Regions from separate parts of the Pan troglodytes genome. Here region 1 is linked to region 2. A link is a contact called in public capture Hi-C data. All regions are on one chromosome and are shown on one strand. The core of a region is the stretch at or near the end of the contact, and the rest is flanking DNA. Distances in the headings are between cores, read along the strand shown.

What was found. Capture Hi-C pulls out chosen DNA fragments and counts their contacts.
Region 1: a contact with region 2 is called in a capture Hi-C map of stem cell-derived neural stem cells, with 8 times the contacts expected there. The contact joins two enhancer-like sites. A contact is called at or near these places in 5 of 7 Hi-C or Micro-C datasets (blood, induced pluripotent stem cells, a lymphoblastoid cell line and 1 more), 1 of 1 datasets of contacts at active chromatin or transcription factors (stem cell-derived excitatory neurons) and 1 of 1 other capture datasets (stem cell-derived neural stem cells).

Annotation. Positions count from the first base shown.
Region 1 is chr7:17,540,985-17,544,380 of NHGRI_mPanTro3-v2.0_pri, forward strand. BLK (BLK proto-oncogene, Src family tyrosine kinase) reads left to right here. Exons shown (of 13, transcript XM_016959096.4): 4 at 282-375; 5 at 1,262-1,360; 6 at 2,408-2,511. Among named protein-coding and RNA genes, the nearest start is that of BLK, 57 kb to the left of the region's middle. Within about 2 kb of position 1,382, at least 1 of the 24 cell types and tissues checked has an H3K27ac peak or open chromatin away from gene starts, as enhancers often do. A contact at or near this core is called in stem cell-derived neural stem cells, where this site is marked.
Region 2 is chr7:17,401,695-17,405,561 of NHGRI_mPanTro3-v2.0_pri, forward strand. The region is part of intron 2 of LOC134810656 (a long non-coding RNA gene); the gene reads left to right. Among named protein-coding and RNA genes, the nearest start is that of FAM167A, 56 kb to the right of the region's middle. Within about 2 kb of position 2,392, at least 8 of the 24 cell types and tissues checked have an H3K27ac peak or open chromatin away from gene starts, as enhancers often do. A contact at or near this core is called in stem cell-derived neural stem cells, where this site is marked.

The DNA of each region.
Region 1 (3,396 bases), core at 132-2,631, 140 kb after region 2:
CCTCCCTGTGGCTGACCTCTGGCCATCAGCTTCCTCACACACGCCTTGTCCAGGTCATAGGGCTTCTTAGTGGGTCCACAAAGGAGGACAGGATGGGCTCTGGGGGGCAGCCCATCCCTGGTGGGGTCACAGGGCTGGGAGTGGGGGCCTGTGCTGGGTGAGAACATCATTTCCATCATGGGCAAGCAGAAGCCTGTCCTCCTTGGTAGCCAGGCTAACCCCAGCCCCACCTTCCCGCTTGTGGGCCTGAGTGGTGGTCATCTCTCCCTTGTTCATTTCAGACAAGCATTTTGTGGTGGCTCTGTATGACTACACCGCTATGAATGATCGGGACCTGCAGATGCTGAAGGGGGAGAAGCTACAGGTCCTGAAGGGGTGAGGTTCCAGGACACCATCCCCTGTCCCTGCAGGACCCCCCTCCCCCACATCTCTCCTTTCTCCACCCACCACATCCTCCATGGCTGACCCTGGAAGTCTTCTCCATTGCCCTGCCCCCAGCCCTGACCCCAGCATTTTCTTGAACTTGGCCCTTTTATCTTCCTCTCCAAAATCTTTCTGGTGAAGTAATTTCCATTCACAACCTTCAAAGTCCACGTTCCATGCCACCACCTCCATGCAGCCCTCCTGACTCTTTTGGGCATGTGGACCTTGTCCTTTATGCATGCTGGTCTGGCTGTTCCATGACAGCCTTGCATTTAAGCCAGTTGTGTCCATATTTGTCTCCTTTTCAAGACAGGAGCCCACACTGATGACACACACCAATCCCGCTTTAGCTCATTTCCCATGTCCTTCTCAGAAACTCCTTCTAGGTCAGATCCCTCTCAGTGGCCAGGCTTGTCCTGTGGAGCTCTGAGGGTCTGATTTGGTTCTTGAAGTTCTCCAAAGGCCTTGAGCCAAGCTCATGAAAGTCCTGACTGCTGATTCTATACAGTCCACGCCAACCGTGTTTTTCTCAAGCCTGTCCCCAGTCACTCACCAAGCTCTGAACACGTCCCATTCATCAAGAGGAAGGCTGCTGGCTGGATCCTTGTGCCCTCTTGGCTGGTCAGGCTGTGTAGATAAGCTCTTCCCCCTAGAACTTGCCCAGATAGCCACTGTACCACTGAGCAGTGGGCACAAGCCCCTTCCTGCCTGCCGTACTGTCTACCCCTGCGGATTCTCTGCCCTCCAGGGAGAGATGACTTTGTGGAGGCCTGAGAGCTGCCCAGTGACGGGCCTACAGGGGCCATGATCTCATCTCTGTTTCCCCTGCTCCCATTAGAACTGGAGACTGGTGGCTGGCCAGGTCACTCGTCACAGGAAGAGAAGGCTATGTGCCCAGCAACTTTGTGGCCCGAGTGGAGAGCCTGGAAATGGAAAGGTAGGTGGGCACGGGAACCCCCCTCGAGCCAAGATGCAGTCACTGTTTCTGCTCCCTGGGCTGTTAGGCAGGGCAGGGCCAGAATGGGACTGACCAGGGAGCCTGCAGGCACTGGCAAAGAGGGGACAGGAAATGAGCTCTGCTGCAAAAGGCCTCTCTGCTGGCTCCAGACAACATTCAGACTGCTGTGTGACACTGAGCAAGCCGCTCTTCCCAGCTAAACAAGAGCGGTCCTTCTCCTGGCTTCCCTGGATGGAACCGGCCCCAGTGTCTGATGGCCTCGAAGGCTACCGGGCAGGCACTATGACCAGCAACCCGTCCCCTACAGCCTCCATGGGCAGGACTCAGGGCTCAGCCCTCGGGGGCTCCCAGGAGGGTGGCCTTGTTCAGAACTGATGAACACGAAAGCAAGATCCCAATCTTCTAATCCCCCAGCCCCCATCTTCCCCCATGTCCCCATTGGCACTGGGAATTTCGGACTCGGCCAGCCAGAGCCCCCACGAATCTGCTCACAGGGACTAGCTCTGCCTGAGGACTGAGGCCCAGGAACGAGTCTTCTCTGGGCACTGTGGGCCCCGCTTCTTTCCCTGGAACAGTGTGGGGAACCGTGGGGCTGTCCTGCACAGAACAACCCCATACTGAAGGGGACATACTGGTGTCCCTGCTCAGAGAGTCTCGGCAGTTTGCCTAATTCAGATCTCAGACTGCAAGGAGGAGGCACGTGCCTGTGATACGCAGCTGTGCTTTGGAGAGTGTGATCAGGGGCATTTTTCCAAAGCAAAATTAACAAAGGTCAACCAACTAGTGTTCTTGTTTCATTTTAGGAAAACAGTGAGTCCAGGGCTGACAGGAAGCGGAACTGGAAGGGCAGCGGGGCAGAGGGCACTGACTCCATCACGGTGTGAGGAGCAGCAGCTCAGGGCCGACTGGGAGCAGAAATGCTAGATTTTTCTTTCTTGGGGACAGGCAGTGCAGGAGGGAGGCTGTGTGGGAATACTCCGAGGAGCAGGGTCGCTCTGAGTTTCACCTGTTCCTGCCATTTTCCAGGTGGTTCTTTAGATCACTGGGTCGGAAGGAGGCTGAGAGGCAGCTTCTTGCTCCAATCAACAAGGCCGGCTCCTTTCTTATCAGAGAGAGTGAAACCAACAAAGGTAGGTTTGGTGGCTTTGCCTGCCTTCCTTGCCCTGCTCCTCCCGGGAAGGCCCCTCCAGAGGCCTGGCCCTGGAGTGAGAGGGGAAGGGGTGACTGCCAGGAGAACCAGCAGCTTCCGGGCTTGTGTCCCTCCGAATTCAGGCCCTGCCCGGGAGTTGACATGGGGGCTGTCCACACAGTCCTCCCTGTCCAGGCTGGAAACCACCTGGGCACAGGAAGCCGGGTGGACAGGGGTGGTCCCACGCCAGACTGGCCCTGCTGCCCAGTCAGCAGGAACACCGAGGCCAGTGGGGGCCAGGGAAGGGGGAACCCTGAGCCCTCAACCACCAGCCTCTTTGGAATCAAGGATTAGGGGGAGCTCAAAGAATCCTTCAAGATCATCTCAGCCAGAGGCTGCAGGTAGCATATGTTAGGAAGTGGCCTGTGCCGTGATGTAAGAGAAGAGGGTGGTGATTGTGGGGAGCCCATGCCAGTCTAGACACTCATGAGTTCAAATCCACTGACTGAGCAAAACAGCTGCCATCACCCTCAGGGGTTTTCTCTTTCTCTGTCATTCGGCTTTCTTTCCTTCTTAATGTTTTTTGGTGTAAAATATAAAACACGTATAAAGCTTGCATGAAGTATGAATGTGTAATTCTAAATCATATAGGGTAATAATAAACAAATCCCTGTGTAATGACAGCCAAGAGAAAGAGCATCCCAGACCACCCTGAGCCCCCTCACTCCCCCACTTGGGCTCCTTCCTGATTCAACCCCCAACCTCAAGAGCTACCTGCTGTCCTGACTTGGATGGAAATCCTTCCTTGCTCTTCTCTGTGGTTTCGCCACCATGTCTTGTCTGTTTTTTCAGCTTGATGTAGATAGAATCACTGTTTTTGTTTCTG
Region 2 (3,867 bases), core at 1,142-3,641:
ATTTGGTGGTATACTCTTTTGTTTCCAGTTATTTGTAGATTTTTCAAATAGAGAAGTGTAGAGAAAGGAAGACCTTCACAGGGCTCCCTTGGTTTACTTCTTATGCCTCTGGCCCCTCTCAAGGACTCAGTAAGACCAGAACTTTTCTTTTCATCTGGCAGCTCATGTTTCAAAGCCTGATTTATTTTCCCCTAAGACCCAGGTGTGATGTCTTCCTACCGAGGACACTTGGAGGCTGGCCACACCTTGAAGGGCCAAGTCTTGCTTTGCTTGTGACTTGCTTTTTCTATGGACAATCGGAAAAAGTGCCAGCAGAGGGGGCCAGTGGTGCAGATAATGGGACATCACCATCCAGCTTTAGAACGTCCACTTCCGGCTGAGCTCAATTGTAACCATTCAACAGTGCTATTCAACCCCAAGGACCAAAAGATTCACTTTTTGTATATATCTGAGGTGGATAAGACTTCTGAAATAATTCTGAGACTACTCATCATTCTCACATTTATTGAGGGGTCTGCCTATTCTGGATGCTGGGATTGGTATCGAGACTCTAAAGAGGAAATTTACAGTCCAATTGTGGAGTCAGGATATACATGGGAAAAGACAACCATCTGTTCAAAGGGGCGGAGACAAAATTAAAATAGAGATAGGTAGAGGGAGAGACATAGAGAGAAGATTGGTCAATGGATGGCTGAAACCCCCTGCCCAGAAACTCTCACTGAATTGCCCTGGGGTGGGACTCTGGCATAGATAAATGTTTAAAGCTCCCCAGACGATACGTTTACACTTAGCAATTTAAAGTTTGGTAACTAATTTCAAATTGGCATTTGGACTGGTCCAGAAAGAGCATCACACATCCAGCTCCTGAGGATGTGGACGTTGCTTAGATGGCTTTTGTTGTATATTCTTTGGTTCCAATCATTTGTCTATTCAGGTTTTGAAAAAAATACTGACATAAGTTGCATTATTTCTTGAACCTGAGTTAATATTAAGCTAAGAAATCCTTTTTAAAAAGTATTTTGTGTCAAAGGGATACAAACTCTGTTAGGAATCTGTCACAGGGACCGTGCTTACAGGAGTAATTTATGTCTTGGCATGTTGCCAGGGATAATTAAGGTGCAGAAATACTGGTTGTTTGCATGGAAGGTAGCTATCTGGAGACAGGGGAGCAAACCAGAAAGGCATCTTCTCCTAAAGGTGAAAATAAAAAGCAAGCAAGACCATAACAAGATGAACTCAGACACATCTAATTGGGGAAAATTTGTTACCGGGAAATTTATATTATAAGGAACAGACGGCCTTTTGTGATTGTAATCTGTTTGCTTCTGATTCATGGGAAGAAAGGCAGCAACAGAGATGGGCACCAGGAAGACTGAAGAGGCAAACTGGAACATTTGGTAATGGTCCCAGACAGTTGTCCCTCTTGAAGAGATAGCCAAGCTTTTAGCTGCAAGCTGATAAAGACCAAAGCGAGAGCTTTGAAAGGGGGTGAAGCCAAGAGGGTGAAATCTGAAGTCTGGGGGGTTTTAATATATGAAAACAAATGATAGAAAGATGTAAGGATTTCTTGCTTTTCAGTTGTAATGGGGGAAATGGCTACATTATTTAGGAACCGTAGCTTTTCAAAATTAGAAGGAAAGCCCCAAAGTAACAGATTAAGAAATTTAATAGGCTAATAATGGCTATTTATTTTCTTTATAAAGAAGTGGGTTCCAGGCTGGGCACAGTGGCTCACGCCTGTAATCCCAGCACTTTGGGAGGCCGAGGCGGGTGAATCACCTGAGGTCAGGAGTTCAAGACCAGCCTGGCCAACATGGTGAAACCCCATCTCTACTGAAAATACAAAAAAAATTAGCCAGGTGTTGTGGTGGGTGGCTATAATCCCAGCTACTTGGGAGGCTGAGGCAGGAGAATGGCTTGAACCCGGAAGGCGGAGGTTGCAGTGAGTCGAGATCGCACCACTGCACTCCAGCCTGGGCAGCAGAGTGAGACTCTGTCAAAAAAAAAAAAAAAATTGGGTTGCAGAGGGAGATAAAACATGAACTTCAGCTTAAATGTCGTGAGCAAAACCAAAGCGCTCTATGCATTTTCAGCATCTAGTCATTGTGTTTCCCAGAGCAGATACCGGGCTTGGCACGTACTAGATGCTAAAAAGTATTTGTAGAATTTAATTGAATTGTGACAGAGCACTCCAACCATAGGTTTTGGGTTTGAGCAGAAAACAGCATCAGAACTTTTAATTTTTCAGCAAACATGGCAAGTGACAGCAATTGCAAATGCCAAGAACACAAGCAACTATCACGGGCGTTTTTCAAACTGTTTCTCAGAATGCACCTCTAAAGAGATCTCCGTGTCTCCGGCAGGGGGCGCGTTAGGATTTCCTTAACACCGTGGGTCCGCAGGATAAAAGTGAAAAAACCGTTTGTTTAAGAGGCAGAAGGGCAAGACCAGGACAGATCTGTGTTCTCAGACCTCCTCCACTGTGGCTCTGACAAGGAGTAGGTGGAGGAGGCACTGCAGGGAAGAGAGAATGAACAGTTCCGACCACTCCAGCGCCTGGACCTGCTTCTTGTCATAGGAGGAGACACCCCCGATTGCTGAAGCCCTCTGGCTCTGACAGCAGAGCCAGATGCTCTAAGAGACACGTGCTCTCAGTCATGTGTCCCACCAGCTCGGGGGCGACATAAGGTCATGCCTCTCTTAATACTTTATGCGATATAATTCTGAGCCCCATTTCATCACGACAAACCTTTCTCCTCTCCCTTTTTCACCAAGACTCGCTTGTCCCAGGGGCTGCCCCTCACAGGTCTGCTCTGCCCCTTGAAGTGGAGGATGTCACCCCTCCATGGCCTGGGTTCCCAGTGTCATGGCCCCTGTGATGGGGCTCACCCAAGTCCCACAGTCTGGCCTGTCTGGGATCACAGCATTCCGGCAGTTAGAGATGCTTCAGTAGCGCTCATCTGGGAAGGAGCCAGGAGCCCTTTCTTCTGGAAGGCTTCTTGGCCCCATTACAATCACTTGTCCACCCCTCCCTAGCAATCTCAGTGGGGAGTGGAGGGTCTGGCTCCGACAGAAGAAGAGGAGTCCTGACTTGCCTTTCCTCTCACTCACTGAAAGGGGCCATGCTGGCGTCTGTCTCAGGAAGACTCACTGTCTCGTCTGCTAGAAATAGAAGTGGCTGGAGTCTTTTAAACACAAATTCTCTTGCTTAAAAGAAATCAAGTTCTGCCTCTCAGGGTGCCCTGAAACATTTTCATGATGGTTCCATCAGCTGTGTCTTTTCTGAGACAGAAAGAGAGAGAGAGAGCACGTAGGCAGCTTTGCAGAACAAGGTGGCTAGTTGGGAGCCAGGATCCAGGAGGTGACCCCGCTGTCCTTCTGTCCCCTGAAGAAAGTGGGCAGTAGGGCCTCCTGCCTTCCTGCTTTGGGCCCTCTGAAGGGCTGTGCTACGTGGAGGTGACCTGCCAGGGGCCCGCCCAGAGATGAGAGGGGACTGCAGTCGCCCGCCTGGCTGGAGCTAGCTCTGGGCTCACATGGACAATGGGTGATGGCAGGCCACTCTGGGTGGTGGCATGGGGCGTCAGGGACTGGGGCCTTCTGCAGGGCTGCTGGGTCTTGCATCTGCTCCTGCCCCTGAGCCTCAAATTCAGAAGCTGTGATTTCTAGGCCCTGTTCTTAGACTTGACCAGAACATTCTGAAAAGGGGAGATGGGGGCAGTGCAGGAAAGGAAGGCTGGTTCATGTGCTTGGATTTGGTGACGATATCCCATCTTAAAAATAACGTCCTGCGTTTCACTGTTTCTTGCACCTTCTCTCTTTCTTGGCCTTCTCCTCATTTCTCTCTCTCCCTTCCTCTCTCTCTTGCTT